6 separate regions of the Mus musculus genome follow, and regions 1, 2, 4, 5 and 6 are each linked to region 3. A link is a contact called in public HiChIP or PLAC-seq and promoter capture Hi-C data. All regions are on one chromosome and are shown on one strand. The core of a region is the stretch at or near the end of the contact, and the rest is flanking DNA. Distances in the headings are between cores, read along the strand shown.

Region 1 (4,311 bases), core at 914-3,413, 920 kb before region 3:
GAAGCACACACTTGAAGGTTGCAACAAACAGAGTTTATCTAGGTCTGTTAAGAGCAGTTCAATAAAGTAATTGGGTAGTTAACTCAGGCAAGGACAGAGACGGGGCAGAACGAAAAATAGGCTTTTACAGCCTTAAAGAGCCTATCAAGGGATCATGGCTCATACTTGCCATTCCTGTACTAGGGAGGCTTGCTGTGAGTTCAAGGCTAACCTGTGCTTCAGAGACCTATCGTTAGAAAAAGGAAAAATAAATAAAGCCAGGCATGGTTAATGTATTTTTGAAATCTCAGCCCCCAGGAGGTTAAGGAAGGAGGACCCAGAGCTCAGGCCAGCCAGCCTGGACCACCTAGTGAGGCCCAGTTTCAAAATTAAAAATACAGGCTGGTAGTACATCTCAGCACTAGAGCACTTAGCATAAGGCCCTGGATTCCATCCCAGTACCACGTATAAGCAGGAGAAAGTAAATAAACAGTAGTACAGGAAACCTATGGTTGTGAACATAGTATCTCCCAGGAAACGATAAAAATAGGCAATTTGTTTAAGGGAGAAGTGTTAAAACAGTAATGCAGGTGGTAGTTAAATTGTAACGCTGAAATAGAAAGCCAGGGCTGCTGTGACTACTCTGGGGTGGGGGTGAGAAAACCACCAAGCCTCCACTAAGTGCAAACCTGGAAGAACGCAAAGAAGACACTGGGGGGGGGGGGGGGAATTGAGACCACCAGCGGGGATCCAGGCCAAGTGAGGGGAAAGGGCTGATGTGAGCTAGGTCCTGGAGACATATGTCGCTTCTCCTAGCTCCCCCCACCCCCCCAAAAAAGCTAAAAACATGGGGTGCCCACAGCCGATTGGGCCCACCAGGCCATTAAGCACTTGGAGGTTTGGGGTTGCCCTTCCCAGCAATCTCCTCTTGGCTTCCTCATTCCAAATATAAGAGTAATAAGAGCCCCCTAACCTGGGGGGTGGGGGTGGAGGGAGAGGGCGAAATTCCCTGCTAGCAAGGGGGGGGGGCAAGAATCGGGAAGGCCTTCCCCCCCCAAGCTTCCAAGCAGAGGAAGTACGTCAGTGCGTCCATCTCGCAGAGCATTTTGGGAATTGTAGTGAAATTGGAGGTGTACCGAGAAGCCAACTCTGTAACCCTTTAGAGACCAAATACGTGCACAGCTGGAGCAGAATTGGCAGGCTCAGAGAACGTTCTTTAGCAGATGAGGAAACTAAGGCAGCCGCCTGGCTCGGAAGCCTACAGTCTTATCATCCTGTAGCCTCTGGGCCGCCCTTGAGGCTAGTACCTAAGACACTGGGAAGGACAAACTGCCAAGTAGACACTACTCTCCAAGAGTTGCCTGAAACCATCCCCTTGAAACCGTCCAATCAGAGCCTCTCCGCCCCAATTCCCCCAAAGCTGCTGCCTTTCTAACCGGTTATTGGCCCTTCTTGAAGGGGCGGGATTCTAAGAGAGGGCAAGACTCTTCTAGAACTGCTCAGCAAATCAGAGCAGAAACTGCTTTCCGGCTTCTGGGTATGGTGTCGGGACTGTAAACCCACAAGGAGGCTGAAGCAGGGAGATTGCAGCAAGTTTGAGGCCAGCCTAGACTACATAGGCTAGCCTTCTAGGCCAACCTGAGCTAAAGAATAAATCTAAGTCTTAAGAAAGAAAGAGGGGGGGCTGGTGAGATGGCTCAGTGGGTAAGAGCACCCGACTGCTCTTCCGAAGGTCAGGAGTTCAAATCCCAGCAACCACATGGTGGCTCACAACCATCCGTAACGAGATCTGACTCCCTCTTCTGGAGTGTCTGAGGACAGCTGCAGTGTACTTACATATAATAAATAAATAAATAAATAAATCTAAAAAAAAAAAAAAAAGATTGTTTAAAAAAAAAAAAAAGAAAGAAAGAGGGGGCGGGGAAAGGGGGGAAATTGCATCCACAGCAACTTGGCCACCCGAGCATTTATGAAACCATTACCCACTCCATGGACCCTGTGTGCGAACCCCAGCTTCCTGGCGAGGCACAGTGAAAATTAAGCACCCAGACCAGCGCGCGCCCTCTTTTCCCGCCACTGCTTTCTACCCAGTCCCCTTTAAGAAGCAGCCCCGACGGGACTACATTTCCCAGAAGGCTTTGCCCGCGCGTTATGTAACTTTCCCTGCGAAGCGGCCTCTGGGGCAGAAGAAGGAGGTGGAGGCGACGGCGGCCGTTGCAGCGGCGTCGGCGGCGCGAGCGGAGCGGCGGGAGCCTGGGGCGGCGGCGCCCGAGGCCCATCGAGGAGCTGGAGCTGTGCATCGCGGCTCACGGCGCGGACCGGACGGGGGCGCCGACGTGCGTGCTCGTGGCTTGCCTTTTCCACCGGAGGCGGGAGTGAGAGAGAGAGGAAAAAAAAGGCTGAGGGCCCAGGGGGCGGGGAAGGGGGGCCGGGCCTGAATCCGGCGGGGAGGCCGAGCCCGAGGCCGGATTGAGCGGCTCGCGCGCCCGTCCCGGGGCACGGCGGAGCGAACGTGGGCGGCGGGTGCACAGCAGGGGCACCTGGCGGCGTTCCGGGGGGCGCCATGGCGTCCGTGCAAGCGTCCCGCCGCCAGTGGTGCTACCTGTGCGACCTGCCCAAGATGCCGTGGGCCATGGTGTGGGACTTCAGCGAGGCTGTGTGCCGCGGGTGCGTGAATTTCGAGGGCGCGGACCGCATCGAGCTGCTCATCGACGCCGCCCGCCAGCTCAAGCGCAGCCACGTGCTCCCCGAGGGCCGCTCGCCCGGACCCCCGGCTCTCAAGCACCCGACTTCCAAGGACCTAGCCTCCACGGGCTCCCAGGGCTCCCAGTTGCCACCCCCGCAGGCCCAGGCGCAGCCATCGGGGACCGGCGGTAGCGTCTCAGGCCCGGACCGCTATGACAGGGCTACTTCATCCAGCCGCCTGGCGCTGCCTTCGCCGGCTTTGGAGTACACCCTGGGGTCCCGCTTGGCCAACGGGCTGGGCCGCGAGGAGGCCGTGGCGGAAGGGGCACGCAGGGCTTTGCTTGGCTCCATCCCCAGCTTGATGCCCCCCGGGCTGCTGGCAGCTGCAGTGTCTGGCCTTGGAGGCCGAGCTCTGACGCTGGCACCTGGCTTAAGCCCCGCTCGTCCACTTTTCGGCTCCGATTTCGAGAAGGAGAAGCAGCAGAGGAATGCGGACTGCTTGGCAGAACTGAACGAGGCCATGCGGGGCCGGGCGGAGGAGTGGCATGGGCGTCCCAAGGCTGTAAGGGAACAGCTACTGGCTCTGTCCGCCTGTGCCCCTTTCAATGTTCGATTCAAGAAGGACCACGGGCTGGTGGGACGGGTGTTCGCCTTTGATGCCACTGCCCGCCCTCCGGGCTATGAGTTCGAGCTGAAGCTCTTCACCGAATACCCCTGTGGTTCTGGCAATGTTTACGCGGGGGTCCTTGCAGTGGCTCGCCAGATGTTTCATGATGCTCTTCGAGAGCCAGGGAAGGCCCTGGCCTCATCGGGCTTCAAGTACCTCGAGTATGAACGGCGCCATGGTTCAGGGGAATGGCGCCAGTTAGGAGAGCTGCTTACGGATGGGGTCCGCAGCTTCCGAGAGCCTGCTCCTGCGGAGGCCCTGCCCCAGCAGTACCCAGAACCGGCCCCTGCTGCTCTGTGTGGCCCACCTCCAAGAGCCCCATCCCGAAACCTGGCGCCCACTCCACGCCGTCGCAAAGCATCCCCTGAGCCCGAGGGCGAGACAGCTGGGAAGATGACCACGGAGGAGCAGCAACAGCGGCACTGGGTGGCGCCAGGCGGTCCATACTCTTCAGAGACCCCTGGTGTGCCCTCACCTATTGCTGCCCTCAAGAATGTGGCCGAGGCTCTGGGCCACTCACCCAAGGACCCTGGTGGGGGTGGAGGCTCTGTCCGCGCAGGGGGTGCTAGCCCCGCGGCTTCCTCCACAACCCAACCACCGGCCCAGCATCGTTTGGTGGCACGCAATGGAGAGGCAGAAGTCAGCCCCACTGCCGGGGCTGAAGCTGTCAGCGGGGGTGGTAGCGGCACAGGGGCGACCCCTGGAGCCCCCTTGTGCTGTACCCTGTGCAGAGAAAGGCTGGAAGACACCCACTTCGTGCAGTGTCCCTCGGTACCCGGACACAAGTTCTGCTTTCCTTGCTCCCGAGAGTTTATCAAGGCACAGGGCCCAGCCGGAGAGGTGTACTGCCCCAGTGGAGACAAATGTCCACTGGTGGGTTCCTCTGTCCCCTGGGCCTTCATGCAGGGCGAGATCGCTACTATTCTTGCTGGTGACATCAAGGTCAAGAAAGAAAGAGACCCCTAGGCTGCCACTGCCAG
Region 2 (4,237 bases), core at 827-3,326, 520 kb before region 3:
TAAGCCCAGCATTCAGGAGGCAGAGGCAGGAGGAGTTCCATGAGTCCAAGGCCAGCCTGATCTACAGAGTGAACTCTGTCTAAAAATAAAATAAAATAAAATAAAATAAAATAAAATAAAATTTCAGGAGCAGGACCGGATCGAGCAGGAATGGGAAAAAACATTTTGGGGCTGGAGAGATGGCTCAGCAGTTAAGAGCACTGACTGCCCTTCCAGAGGTCCTGAGTTCAATTCCCAGCAACCACATAGTGGCTCACAACCACCTGGAATGAGATCTAATACCCTTTTCTGGAGTGTCTGAAGACAGCTACAGTTTATTTACATATAATAAATCTTTGAAGAAAGAAATAACATTTCAACTTCTCCCCAGATGTGGAGTCTCACACCTGTAATCCCAATACAGAAATGGGAGGATCAGGTGTTCAGGTCACTTCATCTCTACAAACAAAACCAAAATACCATACCATATACGAGGCACGTGAGTAAGATCACCGGTGAGCGCGTGTAGAACCTGGGTAGGCTCAACCTCACACACCCTGTAAGTAGTCAGTCTCACACAAGCTCAGGGTGAGCCATCCTGACTCTGCCCCAGTGTGGCCAGGATCACCACCGCCCTCCCCACCGCACAATCTCAGACCCAAGGGGCCATGCTCCATATGCAGCTTCCCACAGCTCAGCCGCAGCCATCTGCCACTCGAGCTGTCCCCGGCACTCACAGGAGCCCCAAGAGAGCTTCACTAGTCCACAGCAGGCTTGCCCCACACTCACGTGTGTGCACGTATACACACACACACACCTAAGTAAACCTCAGCTTGCAGACACAGTCACCCACATACCCACACACAGCCAACAGTTAGTCAGTGACAGTCACATATCACTGACACAATTCCACACACTCCACCCCCACTGCCACGCAACACCTAGATCCAACCCCATTCCCTGCCACACATGGCCATCTGTGTGAATCAACCACAAGTATACAGTTGACCCAGTATCTCAGTCACACATGCTCAGTGCTATGCACAGTCCGCATGTAACACACACACACACACACACACAGGAGACAGACAAGATCATCCACATTCACTCTGTCCCCATCACTGAGTAACATGGTAGCTCATTTCTTTTACACTCTTACCCACAATGTGACTCTTTCTTACTTTTAAAATATATATAATTTTATATATACATATGTATGTGTATATATATGTTGATACAGATTTTCTCTAATATATATACATATGTATGAATATGTATACATTGACACAGAATTTCTCTGTGTAGCCCTGGCTGTCTTCAGAGATCCGCCTGTCTCTGCCTCCCGAGTGCTGGGATTATAGGTGTGCATCATGATGCCTGGTCCCTAGTCAACTTTTTTCCCTTTATGTACTTATTGTGTGTGCAGAGGCACATGGATTGCCAAGAGAACAACTTGCAACTTAAGGGAGGAGTCCTTTCTCTCCTCCCACCTTTCGGATCCTGTGGATCAAACTTGAGAAATAGACAGTTTGGCATCAACACCTTTACTCTCCTTGCTGGCCCACGTTCCTTTTCTTTTTCTCCCTCCCTTTGGCATCTGTACCCACATCCGCCCTCCTTCTGTCTCTCTCCCTTGAGTACGAAGCCCAGGCTCGCTCGCCTCCAACTCCGCTCCTCCCGCCTCAGTTTCCACAGTGCGCCCTGCCTTACTCTCCCTCTCTTTGCACACCTCGCGCAGGCTCCCTTACCATGCATGTCTTGCACCCTCAGGCTGCAGCGGGGGACCCTCCGACAGCCGGCCAGCCCCTCCCCGCGGCCGCGGAGACCCTGCACCGGACTTCGCGTCACAAGGCCCCGCCCCGCCCGCAGCTGTTTTTCTACTCCGCTAGGGGCCGGGCGGGGCTCCGCGGGGACCCCGAGGCTCATCCCGGCCACCAGGTCCCTGGCTCCCTCCCTCCATCCCTGCGGCCCCCTCGGGAATCCCGAAGCAGCCGCCGCCGTCCCCCGTGCCCACCTGACGGCCGCCCGCCCGAGCCGCCTCGCTGCGCGGAGACCGGGCTGCTCCCGCTGCGCGGCCGCCGCCTTCCCGGAGGCTCCTGAGGGAGGTGGGGCAGGGCAAAGCCACGCCCCCGCAGGTGCGCAGGCCGCGCCCTCCGCCAGCACACATTGAGAAACCTGTGGTCTAGAGGCGGGGCGGGGCCGATGGAGGCAACGCACGCCCCCGCAGGCGCCCAGGCCACGCCCTCTGCCGCAGCATTCGGTGAAACCTGCGTTCCGAGAACTTCTGAAAACTTTATCTGGGGGCCTTCGAGAAGGCTCAGACAGTAAGGGTGCATGCTGCCAATCCTGAGGAGCTGAGTTCGATCCCTGAGACCTTCAGGGTGGACAGAGACGGACTCCCACATGTTGTTTTCTGACTTCTACATGTGTCCAGTCATACATACACAAATATGGAATAAACAGATGGCTCATCAGGTAAGAGTGCTGGCTGCTTTTGCAGAGGACCCAGGTTCGATTTCCAGAACCCACATGTCGGCTCAAAATCATCTGTAATTCCAGTTCCAGGGAGATCCAGCACTTTCTTCCAGGGCCTCCACAGACACACATAAAATAAAGATAAAAATCTCCAAAAAATATTGTTTTAATAATTACAACCTGAAGACCTTGCACAACTATTCCTGGCTGAGAAGATGGTAAGGGCGCTAGCTGCCAAGCTTGACAGCCTGAGTTTCATCTCCAAGAACCATGAAAACTGACTCCTGGGAATTATTCCGGAGTTGGTCAAGGAGAGCCTGGATGGATTCACATGCATGGATGGAACGTGGGCACCCACACACGTGCATTTGTGTATACATACGGACACATAAGTAAGAGGGGTTTTCTTTATTTTAAAGATTTATATTACTGTGCATTGGTGTTCTGCCTGTAGATCTGGGTGAGGGCATCAGATCCTCTGGAACTGGAGTTACAGACAATTGTGAGCCACCATGTGGGTGCTGGGAATTGAACTTGGGTCTTCTGGAAGACCTGAATTGATTAACATGAGCTAACAGTAGTGTGTGCACTGCTGGGAGTGGTACCCAGAGCCCTGTGAATACAAGGAAAAAGCATCTACTATTTAGCTCTCCCTGCCATATATATATTTATAGATATAGATATAGATGTGTGTGTGTGTGTTGATTTTATTAATTCTCTCTGCCCTCCTTTTCTGAGGCAGGGTCTCACTTAATTCTGAAAATACAGCCACTGTACCCTAGTTACCTTTATTTTATTGAGGGGGGATAGAGTCTCCCTATAAAGCTCAGCTGGGCTCAAACTTACAGTCCTGCCTCAGCCTCCTGAATAGCTCCCATGCTGCAGTATCTAAGAATCTCTTAATGTAGGCTCCTGGGTCTTTAATATTCTACAACGCGTGCCCTGTGTCTCTCTGGTCGTCTTCAAGGTCAAGACTGTAGAGTGGCATGATGCAGATGCGCAAAAAGTATTTACAGGATGAACGAAGCAAATTCTAGAAGTTATGAAAGGTCCCTGCAGTGCACGAAACCGCCACCAGATGGCACTGCGGGTCCACGGAGCCGCCTCGGTGTGCTCGCCCTCCAGAGCCTAGATGTCCTCCTCCAGGAAGCTCTCAGTGGCCACTTCTGTGACACCACCCCCGCCCCCCTTCCCAGCCCCAGGCTCGCAGCCTCGTGGCCTCGGGTGTCGTCATCCCTGCACACTCCAGGTCGCCACACTAGAGACAGGTGCCCGCCAAATTGAACTGTGAGTGCATGGCAGCGTCCTGGAACCTGAGTATGAGTTGAAGCCTAGACATAAATCGTGTTGTAACGGTTCTAGTTATTTCTAGAATAAAGAGGAATGGAGAGGGCAGCTAAGTTCTGTGCCACCGCTCTGGTCTTAGGACACTAACAACAGATCTGCTGCACGTTCATCATGAAGCAGACAGGGGCTGGTCAGGTGCAGATCCCAGCTCTGTCATTTGCTGGCTGTGTGCTGTCCTCCGGTTCCTTCTGTACAGAACCAGATTCAGGGAACCTACTTCCGGAGATCGTTGTCCGCAGTTCCTCCAAAGGTTTTTGGGTGGGTGAGACGGCTCAGCATCTAAAGGCTCTCGCTGCCAAGCCTGAAAACTTGAGTTCAAGTCCTGCGGCCATCTGGTGGAAGGAGTGGCCTTACTAAGCACTTCCTCCGCTGTGGCCTGTGTCCTGCAGAAGGAGAATGGCTCCGCAGGCGCCGGTGAGAACCAGATACGCTGGAG
Region 3 (4,302 bases), core at 947-3,446:
AATTTATTTTAAAGATGTATTAATTTTTAGTTTATGTGTGTTAGTGTTTGCTAGCATGTATGTATGGATGTATGTATTAAAATAAGTTTAAATCCATTTTTCCTTTCGGCCCCTTCCCATCAATAACAACTCTGAGACTAGTTATTTATTATTAAATACCCAGGTCATAAGCTTTGGCTCATTCCCTGAGTAGCTCGTAATTTATTTAACCCACTTAGACTATTCTATGTCTACCATGTGGTAGGTTGCTCTCCTTCAGTGCTGGCCTGCTTCTTCCTCAGAGTCTCCTCAGTGTCTCCCTGATGTTTTACATCTGCATCCCACCCCCCTCCATTTCTCCTTTATCTCTTACTATTTCCCAGAATCCTCTCGTCCTGTCAGTGTCCCACCCCCTATTTCCTGCCCCAGCTCATTGGCCACTGGTTTTTTTATTGACAGGTGATGTTTATAAGAGATTTTTCTCTATAGGTGTTTGCACTACGGTGCCCATAGAAGCCAAAAGGGAGGGATGAAATTCCTCTGAATTTGAGATACAGAGGACTGTGAATCACCATGTGGGTGCTGAGAACCAAACCCAGGTCTTCTACAAGAGTAGCCAGTGCTCTCTCCAGCCCCTTATCTTACTTTAATAATAACAATGTTATCGTTATATCTAAATATTTATACATTATAATATAATTCAGCATACTATATTTAAATATTATTAATGTAATTAAATGTTTATATTACAAAATCTATTATAATGCACAATGATAATTTTGCCTTGTAATAATCATATAGTATTTATAATTCATTATTATTATTATTGTTATTATTATTATTATTAGTAGTAGTAGAGACACTAAACATCACCTCAGTACATTCACCAGGCTGGTCTGGAACTCAGAGATCTGCTTGCCTCTGCCTCCTAAATTCTGCGATTAAGGGTGAGCACCATCACACTGGGCTTCAGGTACCACTTACATATGCAGAAATGGAGGCATAGAAGAATTTGCTAGGGGGATCACGCAGGCATAAGACGACAAGATACGGTGGGGTTTGAATCCGAGCCATTCAATAGTCACTCTGCTAGGCCCTATGTGAGACTCTCTCCTTTAGCCCAATACACAGTAGGCCCTCAACATTAGGGAATACAGTATCAGGCATTTCTGAATACTTGAGAAGTCTGATAATGACTTCAGAGTGAAGTTCTGGGAACCCAGGACCCGTCATGGTGACCCTAGGGTACCCCTGTACGGGGCTCCACCTGTCTCTGCCTCCCCTATTGGGGTTAAAGGCATGAGCCACCACCTCCCTGTTTTGGTTTGGTTTGGTTTGGTTTTTTGGTTCCAGTCACTCTGAGCTCACTCTGAGCGCCCAGCCTGACTTGCTGCTGGTCAACCACTGAAACAATGGGAATAGCACAGGGCTCCGAATTAGGTTGTGTGAGGACCAAGGGTCTATCCTCAGCACCCTGTGTGCTCAGGGGTAGACTCCTGTGCTACAATTCCCCAGTGAGGCTTCAGTCTCCAACTCAGCGAAAGGAAAATGAACTAATAAATCAACTCTGAGTCAGTCACGATTAACTTGCTGGAGAGAGTGTGGCCACTAGGGTTAAGGTTCCTGGCATGAGTCACCCAGACTTTTTCTCAGTGTACGAGTCATTTATTTTACAATAATAAAACATCTTTTGCGCGCGTGCGTGCGTGTGTGTGCGCGCGCGCGCGCGTGTGTGTGTGTGTGTGTGCGCGTGCGCAAGCGTGCGCGAAGTGGAGCAAATCCGGTTCTCATTCCCGAGTCTAGGCTACGTTGGAACTCAAGGCAACCCTCCTACCTCATCCTCCCCTGTACTCCGGTGGCCGGTGTGAGTCACCACGCCCTATTTTCTGGAATCTCTGCTCCAGAATCCAGACCTAGGACTTTGGGCCGGGAAGAAGGGATCGGGTGGCCTGGGAGGGCCTCTCGAGGTGCGCACAGGCCGGGGCGCGGGGCGCGGGGCGCGGGGCGCGGGGCGCGGGGCTACTTACCCGCTTTCCGGAGTGCATAGCAGAACAGCAGCAGCAGCCATGACAGCGGGGAGCGGGTGGCTCGGGCGAGTTGAGCCATGTGGTTCCGGTCCGATCCAGCTCTTTGTAGTCCAGTTAGTAACGGCCAAGCGCCTTATCTCTCCGAAACCCTGAAGTCAAGTGCTGGAATCTCAGCTAAGCGGGTGCCGCCTAGGGACGGCCCATTGAGGGCGGTCCCCTGCTGGGCAGGCGCACACAGCCAAGCACGTCTGCCGGGCTGGTTGATGAGTGAACGACCCTGACGATTAGTGTTCTGTAAACCTGTCATCCCAGCACCTGAGTCGGGTGGGGAGGATGGAGGCAAGAGGATCATCAGAATTGAAAGCGGGTTTAAGGCCAGCCTGGGCCACGTGAGATCATCCCGGATTTTTTTTTTAATTAAAAATAATGGGGGGCAGGGGGCTAGGCTTCAAATGTCTTTAATCACAGCACTTTGGAAGGCAGGCAGATCTGTGAGTTCTGTGTCAGCCGGGTCCACCGTAGACAAATCCAGCCTCGTCTGAGTTACACAGTGAAACTGTTTAAAAAAAGAAATAAGGTCTCATGAAGCACATTCTAGGTCAGTGGTTCTCAATCTTCCCAGTGCGCGATACTTTTTTTCTTTGTTTGTTTTTGTTTCTGTGTGTTTGTTTTCGAGACAGGGTTTTACTGTCCTGGAACTCACTTTGTAGACAAGGCTGGCCTCGAACTCAGAAATCAGCCTGCCTCTGCCTCCCAAGTGCTGGGATTAAAGGCGTGTGCCACCATGCCCGGATTCTTTAATACAGTTCTTCATGCTGTGGTGACCCCTAATCATAAAATCATTTTCATTGCTACTTATAACTGTAATTTTGCTACTGTTATGAATCATAATGTGAATATGGGACATGTAAATATCATAATGTAAATATGACATGTGGGATATCTGATATGGTTCCCCAAAGGGGTTGAAGCTCGCAGGTTGAGAACGATTGTTCTAGACTACCCTTGAACTCCTGATCTTCCTCCCAACACCTTGGAATGCAGCAATGCCGGGCCTGTGCTCCCCAACCTTCACCTCCTCCCCCCCCAGTTCCTGCTCTCGGTTAATTCTGAATGGGAATCTGAGGGGCAAGTCTTCTGGAAATCTCTGGAGTTTCTTGAGTCCTGTGGCATTTCCACACTGAGAGCCTGTAACCATTCTGTTCCTTCTCTGACCATGCTGTCATGACTGTGGGCTTCCCCTTCTCCCAGATCTCCCCATTGCTGTGGTATAAACTGGCAGGTCACTAAACCACCTCCCACACACACCCGAAAAGGGAAAAAGTTCTGTGCCCTTCTCTCTCCCTCCCTGTTTCTGCCCTGTGAATACAGCGTCTCTAGTCCTTTCCCATAACACACACACACACACACACACACACACACACACACACACACACACACACAGAGCTTGTTAGCTTCCTGAAGTGAAAGAAAACAAACGGTGGAAAAGTCGGATTCCTGGGGAAGCTGACACCAACCTTTACATTTTTCTTATTAACTTTTTTTTTTTTTTGCTGTTCTTTAATGTCTGTTTTCAATTTTGATAGATTCTAAACTGCTATGTATGTATGTGTGTATGTATGTATGTGTATGCCTGGATGTGTATGTATGAGTTAGTGTATTTATGTAGTGTGTGTTTCTAGTATAAGTGTGCATGTGTGTGTGTATGTAGTATGTGTGTGAGTGTGCTTATGTATGTAGTGTGTATATGAGTGTGCACATATATGAAGTGTGTGTGCTTGAATATATGTGTTTGTACTGTGTGTGTATGTATGTATGTATGTATGTATGTATGTAGTATGCATGAGTGTATGCACGTGTAGTGTATATGAAGTGTATGTGAGGGTGCATGAGTGTGCCTATGTATGTAGTGTTTGCCTGATGTGTATGTGTGCAGTGTGTATGTGTGTGTGAATGAAGTTTCTGTGTATGAATGCATGCACGTGTGTAGTGTGAGTGTGCACATGATGCCTATGCATGCCTTGATACCTGTGTGAAGGTCAGGGGACAATCCTCAGGAGTCGATTCTTGCCGCTACAATGTGGGCTCTGAGAATCTGTCTCAAGTTATGAAGCCTGTAAGCAAAATGCCTGAGGCGCGGTGAAGCCCCTGCTTTCCTAATTCACAGTGTTACTTTCTAAATGAGGAATCCCAACATTTCCTTCTTTAGACACTCTTCCAGTGAATGGCGACTCTTCAGTTGCTGCCTAGGCCTAGGTAGGTTTGGCCAACCAAGCTGGCGGTGTTAGGGGTGGGA
Region 4 (4,084 bases), core at 669-3,168, 640 kb before region 3:
TTCCGCCTTCATGCATATGTACCATATGTGTGCTTGGAGGTCAGAAAACGGTGTCAGATCTCCTGGGACTCAGCTCAGTGGCAGAGACTTCAACTCTAGAACCCACGTCTTGGACTAAAGGACCTCCTCTGACCGTAGACTGCCTAAACCAAAGCTCTACACCTATGTGGGCTGAGCGCCACCTCCCAAGCCCTTTTGTTTGGTTGTGGTTTGTTTGAGACAGATCCTCATGTAGCCCAGGCTGGACTCAAACACTATTGTATCCAAGGCTGGCCTAGAACTCCTTGATTTTCCTGCTTCTGCCTTTTGGGTGTTTTCTGATCAAAGATGGCCTCCAAGCCAGACATGGTATTACAGGCCTGTAATCCCAGCACTTGGGGTGGGAGAAAGAGGATCAGGAGTTGAAAGCCATTTTAGGCTGCATAAAGCCCTGTCTTAAATACAAAACAAAGCAACAACAACAAAAACCAACTTAACTATAATAACAATAGCTTAAAAATCAAAGCTGTCCTATCTCCTGCTCACGGTCATTTTACCAACCTCACACGCTGCCTTTCCAGACCACATCTGTAGCTCAGATCCCATCTATTACATCATTCTATGCTGTTGCCTCAACCCCACCCATGTCTAAGCTCCTCTCTGAGCCTTAAAAGTTTTGAGTGCTTTGGGTTGGGCAAGGAGGCTCAATGGAGTAAAAGCCCTTTGCCTGGTGACCTGAATTCCATCCCCCAAACCCACATGGTAGAAAGAGGGAATTCTGGGACCTGGTGCTGGCCACAACTGCCCATAAGAGGTGTTGATGATATGGCAGAGGCAGGATAGAATAGGAGTTTTGTCTCACTTGTTTATCGGTATCCCGCTGGGGCCTACGTACCTGTCTTACCACACATGCTCTATAGACGACTATTGAAAGGATGAATGAACGGAAACTTCCCAAAGCTCCTACTCTGAAGAGTAAGCTTGCTGGGTATGAACGTGTGACTGGAGCAGAGTGACCTGCTTATATGCTCCACAGGATACACACACACACACACACACACACACACACACACACACACACACACAAATAATTGTAAAACTAAATGTTAGGGCTGGAGAGATGGCCCTGAGTTCAATTCCCAGAAATCACATGGTGGCTCACAACCATATACAATGAGAGGATCTGGCGCCCTCTTCTGGCATACAGGCATATATACAGGCAGAACACTGTACATAATAAACAAACAAACAAATCTTTAAAGAAAATAAGTTGGGGAGGGGTGGATAGACAGCTCAGTGGTTAAGAGCACTGTCTGCTCTTCCAGAGGTCTAGAGTTCAATTCCCAGCAACCACATGGTGGCTCACAACCATCTGTACTGGGATCTGATGCCCTCTTCTGGTGTGTCTGAAGACAGCTACAGTGTACTCACATACATAAAATAAATAAACAAACCTTTTTTTAAAAAAGAAAAAAACGAGTTTTGTTTATTTGTTTTGAGACAGGGTTTCTGGCTGTCCTGGAACTCGCTCTGTAAACCAGGCTGGCCTTGAACTCACAGAGATCTGTCTGCCTCTGCCTCCCAAGCGCCGGTAAAGGTGTACACCACCATAGCCTGGCAGAAAATAAGTTTTAAGTTTTAGTTCTTTTCCCCACCCCCTTTTTCCACGCCATCTCCAAGTCTAGCCTCAGACTCTACCCCAGAACATCATATCCCACCCTCTCTCAGTGCCATCTCTAAAACTGCCCCAACACCCTTACATCGGAGTATGCATATTCTGGGCACTCTCTCCCGCGCTGCACACCGCTCAAGCCCCGCCCCATTCCTAAAGGCCCCGCTCTCCGAAACCCAGACGCCTCCCATTAAAACGGAGGTCCCTCCCTCCAGGTCCTCAAGCCCCGCCTTCAATTCTAGGCCCCGCCCCAGGCCCCCGCGCTGCAGTGCTTGCTCCTCTGCGGCCCCGCCCTCCCCCGCGGAGTGGAGCAGAGGGCGGCGGCGGTGGCGGCGGTGGCGGCGGCGGCTGCTAAAGCAGCCCGGGAGGATGGCGGCGGCGTCGTCGACGCGGCGGAGATGAGCGCCCGTGGCCCCAGGCCCAGGGCGGCGCGGCCGGAGTGGGCGGGGGTCCCGATGCAGGCCCGAGGGGGGCCATGGGGCAGGTCCTGCCGGTCTTCGCCCACTGCAGTGAGTATGGAGAGGCTCCGGCCTGGTGTGGGGCACAGAAAACCGCGTGGGGTCCTCCTAGGGTCTCCATCTTCCGCGAGCGGGCTCGAGGGAGAGCCGGGAAGCCGGGAAGGAGACAAAGGAATCCTTCCCCTCCCCCCCGCGCTTTGGAGGCAACTGGGGCATCCTGACCCGGAGGACCCGGTGCAATGGGGTGGAGGGGGGGTCATCGAGATCGCGTGTTGGGGGTGCGCGCTGGGCGCTGGATTGGGTCGCCCCGCCCAGTGTGAGAAGGAGCAAGCTCGTGGGGAGCTGTCCCCGGCCCTGGTGCTGGCCTCAGCTGACGGGTTGAGTCAGGATGAAATAGAAGGATCCGACTCCCCTCGGCACACATTTTGCATCTCACCCTCATGATCTGCCCAGAAGGCACTCCCAATATCACCCTGGGTGTCCGACCCCTGTCCTAAGAAAACAGTCATCCCTGGCTTCGTTCCAAGTCTGAGTCTTTAGCGGGCTTTTCCACTCAGTAGTAACCCTGCAGAAGATCACACTCCTCTTCAGGCCTCTGGTTGCCCAGGTGAGGAAATGAGACGGAGGTGCGGGGTAGGGTTTCCATTTTCGAAGGCTGTCGAGGCTCTCTTGTGTGAAGAGCCCCTAAGCTAGCTCCAGGGGCTGGCTTCCTGGTTCCAAGCCCCTTGTGTCATCCTGCTCCACTCTGAGACATCGGCTCTGGCAGTCGGTGTTTACCCGTGCGTCCCACACAGGGTAGTTCTGACAGCTGGGGATGCCGACGCTAGCAGATCTAGCCACTTGCACGTCTTGGGTATCCAGATGCCCAAGTTCTGAGAATGTGCCACTCGGACATTTTTAGTTTCATTCCCCTCCTCCTAGCGCCCAAAGATCTCGTCTTCAGCTGAAATCACCAGGGGGAGACCCTGCAGGCCTGTCCCCAGCCAGCCCCACCTCTCTTGTCCTTATCTATAATCTGCCCCCTTCCTCCATTCACACCTTCACACCCCTCTGTTCCTGTCCCAATCACAGTGCCTACCTCAAAAACTTTGTACTGACCTTCCCCTCTGTCTGGAAGGCAGAACCCGAGGCATCTGAGGTCTGATGCCATCAGAAAAGCTTTGGGGACTATTCTGTGTCAAGAGGAACTCCATCCCCCTTACCTTGTTTGACTTGATGTTTTTTTGTTTTTGGTTTTTTGTTTTTGTTTTTGTTTTTGGTTTTTTCGAGACAGGGTTTCTCTGTATATCCCTGGCTGTCTTGGAGCTCACTTTGTAGACCAGGCTGGCCTCGAACTCAGAAATCCGCCTGCCTCTGCCTCCCGAGTGCTGGGATTAAAGGCGCGCGCCACCACGCCCAGCTTGACTTGATGTTTTATGGACTCTTCCACAAAGTATAACTTTATGAGGTCAGGAGTTTTGTCTAATTTGCTCATAATGTAACCCCTCTGGGACCTAGAACAGTGCCTGCCACATAACCTGTGCTCAGTGAATGAATGGTTGGATGGATGGCTGGCTGGCTGGCTGGCTGGCTGGACTGAAACTTCCCAAGGCACCTACTTGAAAGACGTTGAGATAAAGCTTCCTGTAGTCCAGGTTGGCTGGGATTAGGATTGTGTGTACTGTATATGTAGCAATCTGAAGTTAACCTTGAGATCCTGATCCTCCTATCTCCGCCGATCTCCCACATTGGGTCTACAAGCGTGCACCAACACACCCTGTTTATTTCATGCTCGGGGTCAAACCTGCGGCTTTGTGTATTGTGAGAACCACTTCCTTAGTCCTGGTTCAGAACTTCTAAGTCTCCTCTGCTTCTCTATTCCTCCGACCCTCCTCTTCCTCTTCTGTTTCTTTAATTAATTTTATTTATCTTTAAGAGTAATTTATCTTATGTATGTAAGAACTCTGCATGTATACCTGCATGACAGAAGTGGGCA
Region 5 (3,915 bases), core at 639-3,138, 560 kb before region 3:
CCTTCTGCACCCAGACCCTCCCGGATGCCCTTCGTCTCCACCAGTTCAAGCTCCACTCACTGCAGGCCTGGGTACCCGCCATTCCAGCTCCGGAGGGGCCCACGCAGGACCTGCGCGGAACGCTGCCCACCACGTGGATCCAAGGGGTGGAGCCGCACCCGGAAGCATCCAAGTCCTGTAGGAGAGCTGGGCCGTGGCTCGGCGCTGTCACTATTTGCAGAACCCGGATAACCTCCACTCTTAAATTTCACACAGCATAGGATTAAATAATTTCTCGACGATGCCCTGCAGGGGGAAATCAGTTCCCTGTTCGTCAGAAACGCAAGCTAGCTCGGATCTAGGGTGCCTGTTCCCCCGACAACTTTGCTCACGTGGTTTCTTCCAACACCGTCTTAAAGGGGCAGTGACTCGCCTAGGCCACGGCTTTTAAAGAGACAGAAGATCTATTTGCAGCATTCTTGCAAAAGCTAGGTAAGAATTCTGGTTGTCACGATTGTACTTTTAAAGCTAGAGTGTATCTTCGGAAGTCCCTGGTGCAGCGAACGTGGAAGATTTAACTGAACCAGGTCGGAAAATAGAGAAAAGTGTACGAACGGAGCATTTTAATAGCAATCAGAGGCGGAGCTTCTGAAGTCTAGGGGAAGCGGGAAACTGAGGGGGAGGAGTCTGCAGAGTCATGGGAGGAGCCTCGGACCCCAGAGCCCCAGAGCCTGGCTTGAAACGGGGTGAGGGTTAGTGTCAGGGAAGACTTGTAGATGTCCTCGTGGACTTAGTGTCCGGAATGGGAAGTATTCCTCACGGTTCCGAGGCAGGTAGAGGTGCAGCTGGTCGGTCCCTGTCTGCTCCGCGGCCCAAGTAAACAGCGGCGCGTGCACGTGGGATTTGGGGGACGTGCCCACGCCCCCTCCCAGCAGGACTGCAGCGCATGGGGTGGCGGGTGGAGCCGCGGGACGGTGGCGAGACAGGGAGACTCGACTGCATTCCTGGCCGGTGTGTCAGCGTCGCTGCCCGCCCCTTCTGCGGAGATTTTGGAGACTCCTCCAGCATTGGGATGCTCCCCCCTTCTTCTGAGGCTTTTGAGAACAGAGGTCACCAAGGCTACGAAGGAGTGTTCCCTCCGCCAGGAATCTCCAGACTATGTGTCCACCCTCGCGCGTGGGCGAGAAACTCTGGGGCTCGCCCTTTGTGGGCTTCAAAACTCCAATTCCCAGATAACTCGAAGGTGGCTGGCGATGGACGTCGGTCAGGAGTCTGCTGGGGATTGTAGTTCAGCTTGTTGCTAGGCACGCCAGTAAATCGCCAATGCTGTGATGTTTTGTTTTGTTTTTTTGAGACAGGGTCTCTTTATGTAGTCCAGGCTGGCTCGGAATTCGCTGTGTAGATCAGGATGGCCTTGAACTTTCAGAGGTGCGCCTGTCTCTGCTTCTTAAGTACTAGGATTAGAGGCCCCTTATTTTTATTTTTTGTTTTATTTAGACAGATAACCCGGGGCTTGGAGTCCTGATTAAGGTGGGTCCTTTTCTCGCCATAGTATTGGTCGTGTGAATTTCTCCGCGCCTCCCATCTCCTCCTTAAGTGTCCAAATCTTCACTCAGGCAAGGGGACACTGAGCCTGGAGGAGTGGGAAAGGGCTCAGGGGTTCTTCCCTTGTACCCATAGTGAGGTGAGGGTCTAAATTCTTGTGCATTTCGCCGTCCAGGACGTCCATGATCTTCTGGACCTAGCTCTGGCTGACTGTCAAATGGATCGCGTCTGACTCCAAATGGAAGTGTCCCTGGCGGCGCCTCGCCCATTCGGGACTACAAATCCCAAGGTGCTCCAGGCAACCGCAGTTCCCCCTCCTCCGAGGGACACGCCTCCCTCCAGTCAGAGTCACGTCGTCTAACCTGTTCCCAGGCGACTGCCCCGCCCCGTCCTCCGCTCCCCGCCGCTGGAGCCGGAGCCGGAGCCCGAGGAAAAGCCCCCCGGTGCCAGGATCTGCCCCGACGCGTGAGTTCCACCCCCACCCAGGGTCCAGCCACCCCAGAACCGGATACCGCGTTCCTGGGAAGACTTATTGGAAACTCGGACCTTAAGTCCAGGGGAATAGTGTGGGGAGCTCACGCCTGGATCCCTGGAAAGAAGGAACTGGGGTGCCGACTTTACTGGGCAGATGGATAGGGGGTTTGGACATCTGCTCTTAGTGGTGCTCGGAGCCCTTGGTCCTGGGGAGTTATTGGAGCTGGAATTTTTTGAATACTTTAATTGGGGACCCTTGGAAGTGTCTTAGGGTGCTGTTGAGGTCCCGGGTCTCTGTATTTGGGGCAGATGTGGGAGATCAGGACGTTCTAGAATGGTCCGGCGCCCGGTCACCCTCCAGCTGCCTTCAGCACCGAACCACTAGGTGTTTGAGTAAAATTAGTGGCACTGGACTAGTGGATCCTGGTCTTCGAAAAGAGTGGGACAAGCACGAGGGGCGTGGGTTTCTCAGGAGGCTGTGTGCGCTACACCCCACCTTCTGGTTTTGGGATGGGGGCAGGGAGTGAGAAGCCGGGGCAGCTCTCCAACCTCTTCTGTGCCGCTGAGCGAACCCCAACATGTCATTAGCTGGGGCGTCAGACCTGCCTAACCAGAGGAGTCACATTCGCCCAGGAGCGCCCCCTAGCGGAAGCGGGAGTCAGACCTCTTATTGCCCCCACGGGATGGGAAATAGGTGGTGTTTGGTAAAGTCATTCTAGAGCCCAGGGCAGAATAACAGGACTGCAGGGCTGGATCTGGTAGGCTTCTGTGGCCGTGTACTGCTGCGTTATGCGTTACAGAGAATGGAAGTGGTAAACAGGCTGGCGGGCCATACAGGCAGTTGAATTGGACGTCTCCTTCGCTCTTGTGACAGCTGTCTGTGTGTGGAAGGAATTCCTTCACTGCCACCAGCTTTTCTAATTAACCTTCTTCCTCCTGGGGTGGGGCTCCTTGTGACCCAGAGGTGAGGCATGTTGCCTCCACTTCCATCTGTCTGACCTGAGGTATTATGGGAGATAAGGGAGGGAGGGAGGCTAATTCTGGAGGTGTCTGTCTGTCCTTGAGCCAGGGAGAGGGCAGGGGCAGGCACGCACCTCCCACTGTCTCTCCACCTCTGAGCCCTTATGTAGGGGGATTACGAAGCTGGTGGGGGAGAAGGGTCTGAAGAGGGAGGGTGTTTGCGAATGCCTGGGCTGGAGTGACAGCCTGAAATGAAGCTAAGGAACAATAGCCACAGCTGCCAGCACAGGCTGTGTGTGTCCTGCCAGGCTCAGGTCAGGATGGGTCTCTCTGTCCACACAGGCATTTGGCAATCACCCAAAGGTAGAAACAGCGAGTTCCACCTTCAGTGGAGTTCGTTGACCCCCGAGAGGATGCCTCCCTAGCAATGGGGAAACTGAGGCTGGTCCTGGGAACTTTCCAGTTTCTGTCTGGAACCTTCCAGGGCCTCTCATCCTGCCGTAGCCCTACATTCCTGGGGATAGTCACTGTTGCTCTCTGGTGGGAGAATTAGGGTCCTGTGGTCTAGAGGCTCAGGCGGTTGAGACCACTGGCAACAGAACGCACAGCTCTTAGAAGCGCAGAAGGAAGGGGTTGATGTGTGGCTCAGCCAGTAGAGTGCTCACCTAGCGTGCAGGAAGCCCAGGTTCAATCTCCAACACTGCATAAAAAAGACTGTTAGGGTACATAGCACTGGGAAGGTGGAGGCAGGTGGAATGAGAGTTTAAGTATAGCAGAGAGAGAGAGAAAGAGAGTGAGAGAGAGAGAGAGAGACAAGATAAGCTCAGTGGTGGCAGTAGCCCATGCCTTTAATCCCAGCACTCAGGAGGGAGTTCCAGACAAGCCAGGGAGATATAAACCAACCGACCAAGAACTCTCACAAAAAAATTATACACTGGGTTTTCATCCCTCCCTCTG
Region 6 (4,184 bases), core at 97-2,596, 840 kb before region 3:
TCCACCCACTGCCAAGTACAATGACCTGTTCTCTGAAACATCAGTGTTAACCATATCCCTGTCCCAGCATGTGACTGTTCACTCCTGGGAGAGACTTAGCCCACAGTACCCCTGGGTGAGAGGGCAGGGCAGGGGCCATCCCCACTCCTGCCCAAACTCCACCCCTTGCTATGGTCTGTGATTTTGAAAGTGTTAAATTATGGAAGCCCTGAGGGCCCTCCTTGTTCCCCTGGACCTCTTATTTATACTAAAGTCCTTGTTTGCACAGTGTTTCTGTTCCCTGGGGCAGGGTAGGGTGGGGGTTGCAGTACTTGGCCTCCAAGCTGTGCTCTGACCAAAGGAAGCCCAATCTTAGCTGTTTCCCCATCCCTAGCCCCGAGCAGAGAGCCCTCTGAAAGATGAGTCTCGACCCCCAAAGTCAAGAGGCTGAGATGGCCTTCCTACTAGGTCCTTGGAGATGTTTGAAACTTGTTTTAAACACCAGGACTATCCAAGCATGCTCTCCTTGGGGAGAGGAGGATGCTGGAATTGACTGCACTCCCTGCCTCCTCTGAACATGCCTTTGCAGTCTGCTGCCCCTGGCCCATTTATGACTGGCCATCTAGTGCCAGCTGGAGGTCATGATTTCCTCCCCAGAGAACTGGCCACCCTAGAAAGAAGCTAACTTGTCGCCTGGCTTGCTGTCCAGGCAGCTCCGCCCTCAACCCCTAAAATGTTTCTGTCTCTAATCCTAGCCCAGGCAGGAATGTGGCTGCCCCGGCCTGTGGCCAAGGAGCTATTTTGGGGTTCTCTTTTGCTTAAGGAGGGCCTGGATCCACCACTTGCCTCCCCCAGGCTGGGGCCAGCAGGTCACCCCTGGCCCTGGCGGCTGAGCAAACTCTCTCCTGATCTTCCTTCTACCTCCTGCCAAAAAATGGGGGGGCGGGTAATACAGCAGGCACAGGGGCTAAATTTAACTGTCCCAAAGTCGGAATCCATTGCTGAGTCACGAAGAAGCTGCCCCTGGCCTTTGCCCCCCCCACTACCCCCTCACCCCCTGTTGCCCAGGCATCAGCCCTTTCCCCCAACCCCTCCCAGCTCTGAGTCTATAGACTGGCTCTCCTGGGCACTGACACCTCCCACCTGTAACTCCCTGTGCTCTCTTTATGGGTGGGTAGAGTCAATGGGGGGGGGCAACCCTGGAGTATTACTCTGTCCCCTGACATTGGGCTCTGAAGAGTTTTGAGGGGCCCTGGAAGAAGGGAGTTGGGGTGTTGGCTCAGGAGGGGTTAAAAACTGGGAGGCGGGAGGGGGGCTGGGCCAAGGGGTGGAGAAAAGAGGAGGAGGCCTTAAGCATAGAACTGGCCAGAGAGACCCAAGGGATAGTCAGGGACGGGCAGACATGCAGCTAGGGTTCTGGGGCCTGGACAGGGGCAGCCAGGCCCTGTGACGGGAAGACCCCGAGCTCCGGCCCGGGGAGGGGCCATGGTGTTGCCTGCCCAACATGTCAGCCGAAGTGCGGCTGAGGCAGCTCCAGCAGCTGGTGCTGGACCCAGGCTTCCTGGGACTGGAGCCCCTGCTCGACCTTCTCCTGGGCGTCCACCAGGAGCTGGGTGCCTCTCACCTAGCCCAGGACAAGTATGTGGCCGACTTCTTGCAGTGGGGTGAGTATGGATAGGAAGCCTGGGGTTGGGTGCAAGGCAGAGGTGGGTCTACAGGGCAAGAATGGGCTATGGAGGGGCAGGAGGGCCTGGAAAGGGCTTTTTGTAAGGGAGCCAAGCAGAGCTCATGACCTGACCCCAAGCTCCCCTGGTGAGGCACCAGGGTCAGTGAGGCCACCTATGACTCAGCCAGTGCAGGCTGGGGTGGGCATAGCCTCCTGCTATCTCAGCACCCACACTAGGACCTGGCAGCTTTCTCTTTTAGGACCCTTGGCTCCTCAAACTGGCTTCATAGCCCTCCCCAGTTTCCCAGAGTGTGGGGAGGGACAGCGTGGGGCAGCTGCCAGGGTGTGGCCCATAGGCAGGTGTTTGGCGTCTGCCTCCCCAGCTGCCCTGACAGGTGTCCAGGAGCTATGAGGGCACTGTGACTCACAGAGGCCCTGGGGGAGAACCAGCCCGGCAGACAGGCGCCACCGAGCACCCTTTCTGTTCCCCAAATTAAGAGGAAGGAACAACTTCAGCTTCTGAGTGTGCCCATCCCTAGCACTCTGATCCCGCCCAGCCTTTGTGGGCCAGATTGGTCATCCCTCCTGGCTTCTCATCTGCTTTTGTGGTTCTAGCTCAAGACCTCTAATTCCTCTGCTGACTTAAATGCCCTTCCCCAGAGGTCTTCTCAGGCCTAGTGGACAAGCTTGGAGCCTTATCTGCTCCTGCCCAACATTGAGCCAAAGCTCCAGCTTACCCCAGCTTCCTTACAAGTAACGACCTGTTTTGTTGCTCTGTGCCTATTATTAAGGGTCCAGGTCTTGATTCTTGGCTGTCTGCCCATGTGTGTGACCCTAGTGCATTCTCCCCTCCTCCCCCGTTTCACAGATGGAAAGGTTGAGGCCATCGGTTAGACTGCTAAGCCTGTGAAAGACTTTTTCTCCTCTCCAGTCTTTAGTGTCTCCCTCAACCTTTCTTTTGAAGGATGGGGTTTGGGCTGGCAGGGTAAACTGAGAACTGGGGTGGGGGCAGGGGGTCTGACCCTCTGGGAAGGAGCAGTCCTTTTGTGGCCTGAGCAGCATCCTGTGGGCCCCTCCCCTGCCAGGCCTGGGCGGGGGAGGGGGCCTGGGTTCCCGCTGCCTTAAAAGGGCTCAACGCCTTGGCTCTCTCCTCCTCCCCACCCCCCAGCCTTGGCCCTAGCTGTATCTTCCCCGGCTGCCCACTTTCCCAAACCCCTTTCTTCTCTGTGACCCCATCTCCCCGCTTCCCCACACGTCCCTCCTCCATCCTTACTCCCCGGCCTTAGAACTTCCCTAAGGGAGATCTGACCTCCCTCTGCCCACCCCGCACCCCCAGTCGCCAGCCTCAGACCTAGCTGCTCTCCCCTCTGGCTGAACCACCCTAGCACAGGACCTTATACCCTGGAGCTTTGGTTATAAGAAGACTCTCCTTCACCCTTTGGAAACCAAGAAAGCCCTTCCAACAGTGTCCAGGATGCTGGAGGGCAGTGACCCTCCCCCACTTCTTCTTCGTGCTGGCTGTGCTGACACAGCTCCAGTTCGAGGTTGTGGCCCGAGACATTAAGTGAGAGCCCCGGGTGACCTGACTTAGCACCCTGATCATCACATGGGAGTGAAAGGCCTGATGCGCCAGCTTCTCCCACTGCCTCCCTTTCTGCCCTGCAACCCTGTGGAAACAGGCAGTTCTGGGTCCCACAAACATCACAGAGGTTTTGAAAGCAGAATCCTAAAGCCGATTTAAGGGGCAGAAGGAAGGAGGCTATAAAGTCACTACCCTTACCGCTAGTGTTCTGATGACCCTTGGTTCTTCTTCCCCCACCCCCGCCCAGTGGAGCCCATTGCAGCAAGGCTTAAGGAGGTCCGACTGCAGAGGGATGATTTTGAGATTTTGAAGGTGATCGGGCGTGGGGCGTTCAGCGAGGTGAGTCTTCAGTGGCCTGGGAATGGAACTTTACTTGATGTGGGTGGGGCATAACAGCTGGGGCAGAGCCTTAAAAATTGATGAATGAGCTTGAATTTAAGGCTGGAGGGGTGGGGGCGGAGCTTGTGGTCAGTGGGCGGTGTGCACGTGAGGGCGGGGCTAAGGTTGGGTGGAGATAAGGGTGGAGTCCTGTCTGGGTGAGCCTTGCTGGTTTTCCCTGCCACCTCTTGCTGTCATCTCGGTTCCGTATTTAGGTAGCGGTGGTGAAGATGAAACAGACGGGCCAAGTGTATGCCATGAAGATTATGAATAAGTGGGACATGCTGAAGAGAGGCGAGGTGAGGGCCAGGGATTAGGGCAGCGCCCTCATCTCTCCAACTCACCTCCTGTAGCTTCTCTCCTACCTCACAGGTGTCGTGCTTCCGGGAAGAAAGGGATGTATTAGTGAAAGGGGACCGGCGCTGGATCACACAGCTGCACTTTGCCTTCCAGGATGAGAACTACCTGGTAAGCTCCGGGTTCAGGTGACTAGGAAAGAGTGACAGTTACATCGCCCCAAGTCAAGAAGGCTGGAGAAGGGAGAAGCTGCTGTAGATCGGGGGGGTGGGGGTGGGGGGG

What was found. Promoter capture Hi-C pulls out the DNA fragments that hold promoters and counts their contacts. HiChIP or PLAC-seq counts read pairs in DNA pulled down with a chosen protein or histone mark.
Region 1: a contact with region 3 is called in a promoter capture Hi-C map of liver, with 4 times the contacts expected there. The contact joins the promoter of Irf2bp1 here to the promoter of Pvr in region 3. A contact is called at or near these places in 5 of 39 promoter capture datasets (the C10 cell line, hippocampal neurons, liver and 1 more) and 1 of 9 other capture datasets (liver).
Region 2: a contact with region 3 is called in a promoter capture Hi-C map of pre-B cells. The contact joins the promoter of Klc3 here to the promoter of Pvr in region 3. A contact is called at or near these places in 2 of 39 promoter capture datasets (cranial neural crest and pre-B cells) and 1 of 484 Hi-C or Micro-C datasets (embryonic stem cells).
Region 4: a promoter capture Hi-C map of pre-B cells shows a contact between it and region 3, with 3 times the contacts expected there. The contact joins the promoter of Rtn2 here to the promoter of Pvr in region 3. A contact is called at or near these places in 2 of 39 promoter capture datasets (cranial neural crest and pre-B cells).
Region 5: an HNF4G HiChIP or PLAC-seq map of pancreatic cancer cells shows a contact between it and region 3. The contact joins the promoter of Ppp1r13l here to the promoter of Pvr in region 3. A contact is called at or near these places in 2 of 115 datasets of contacts at active chromatin or transcription factors (bone marrow-derived macrophages and pancreatic cancer cells).
Region 6: a promoter capture Hi-C map of the SN4741 cell line shows a contact between it and region 3, with 4 times the contacts expected there. The contact joins the promoter of Dmpk here to the promoter of Pvr in region 3. A contact is called at or near these places in 4 of 39 promoter capture datasets (the SN4741 cell line, cranial neural crest and liver), 1 of 115 datasets of contacts at active chromatin or transcription factors (pancreatic cancer cells) and 1 of 9 other capture datasets (liver).

The regions. Positions count from the first base shown.
Region 1 is chr7:19,001,895-19,006,205 of GRCm38.p6, forward strand. It overlaps Irf2bp1 (interferon regulatory factor 2 binding protein 1), which reads left to right and starts at 2,164. Exons shown (of 1, transcript NM_178757.4): 1 at 2,164-4,311. The coding sequence starts at 2,543. The coding sequence ends at 4,297.
Region 2 is chr7:19,402,028-19,406,264 of GRCm38.p6, forward strand. Klc3 (kinesin light chain 3) reads right to left here and starts at 2,077. Exons shown (of 13, transcript NM_001286039.1): 1 at 1,994-2,077. It overlaps Gm38954 (a long non-coding RNA gene), which reads left to right and starts at 3,662. Exons shown (of 3, transcript XR_881873.2): 1 at 3,662-3,741.
Region 3 is chr7:19,918,947-19,923,248 of GRCm38.p6, forward strand. Pvr (poliovirus receptor) reads right to left here and starts at 2,197. Exons shown (of 8, transcript NM_027514.2): 1 at 2,007-2,197. The coding sequence starts at 2,085.
Region 4 is chr7:19,280,706-19,284,789 of GRCm38.p6, forward strand. Rtn2 (reticulon 2 (Z-band associated protein)) reads left to right here and starts at 1,919. Exons shown (of 10, transcript NM_013648.6): 1 at 1,919-2,160. The coding sequence starts at 2,127.
Region 5 is chr7:19,359,328-19,363,242 of GRCm38.p6, forward strand. It overlaps Ppp1r13l (protein phosphatase 1, regulatory subunit 13 like), which reads left to right and starts at 1,889. Exons shown (of 13, transcript NM_001010836.3): 1 at 1,889-1,989. It overlaps Cd3eap (CD3E antigen, epsilon polypeptide associated protein), which reads right to left and starts at 156. Exons shown (of 3, transcript NM_145822.2): 1 at 61-156. The coding sequence starts at 82.
Region 6 is chr7:19,082,512-19,086,695 of GRCm38.p6, forward strand. It overlaps Dmpk (dystrophia myotonica-protein kinase), which reads left to right and starts at 1,347. Exons shown (of 15, transcript NM_001379257.1): 1 at 1,347-1,643; 2 at 3,475-3,566; 3 at 3,821-3,904; 4 at 3,978-4,073. The coding sequence starts at 1,484. Dmwd (dystrophia myotonica-containing WD repeat motif) reads left to right here. Exons shown (of 5, transcript NM_010058.2): 5 at 1-264.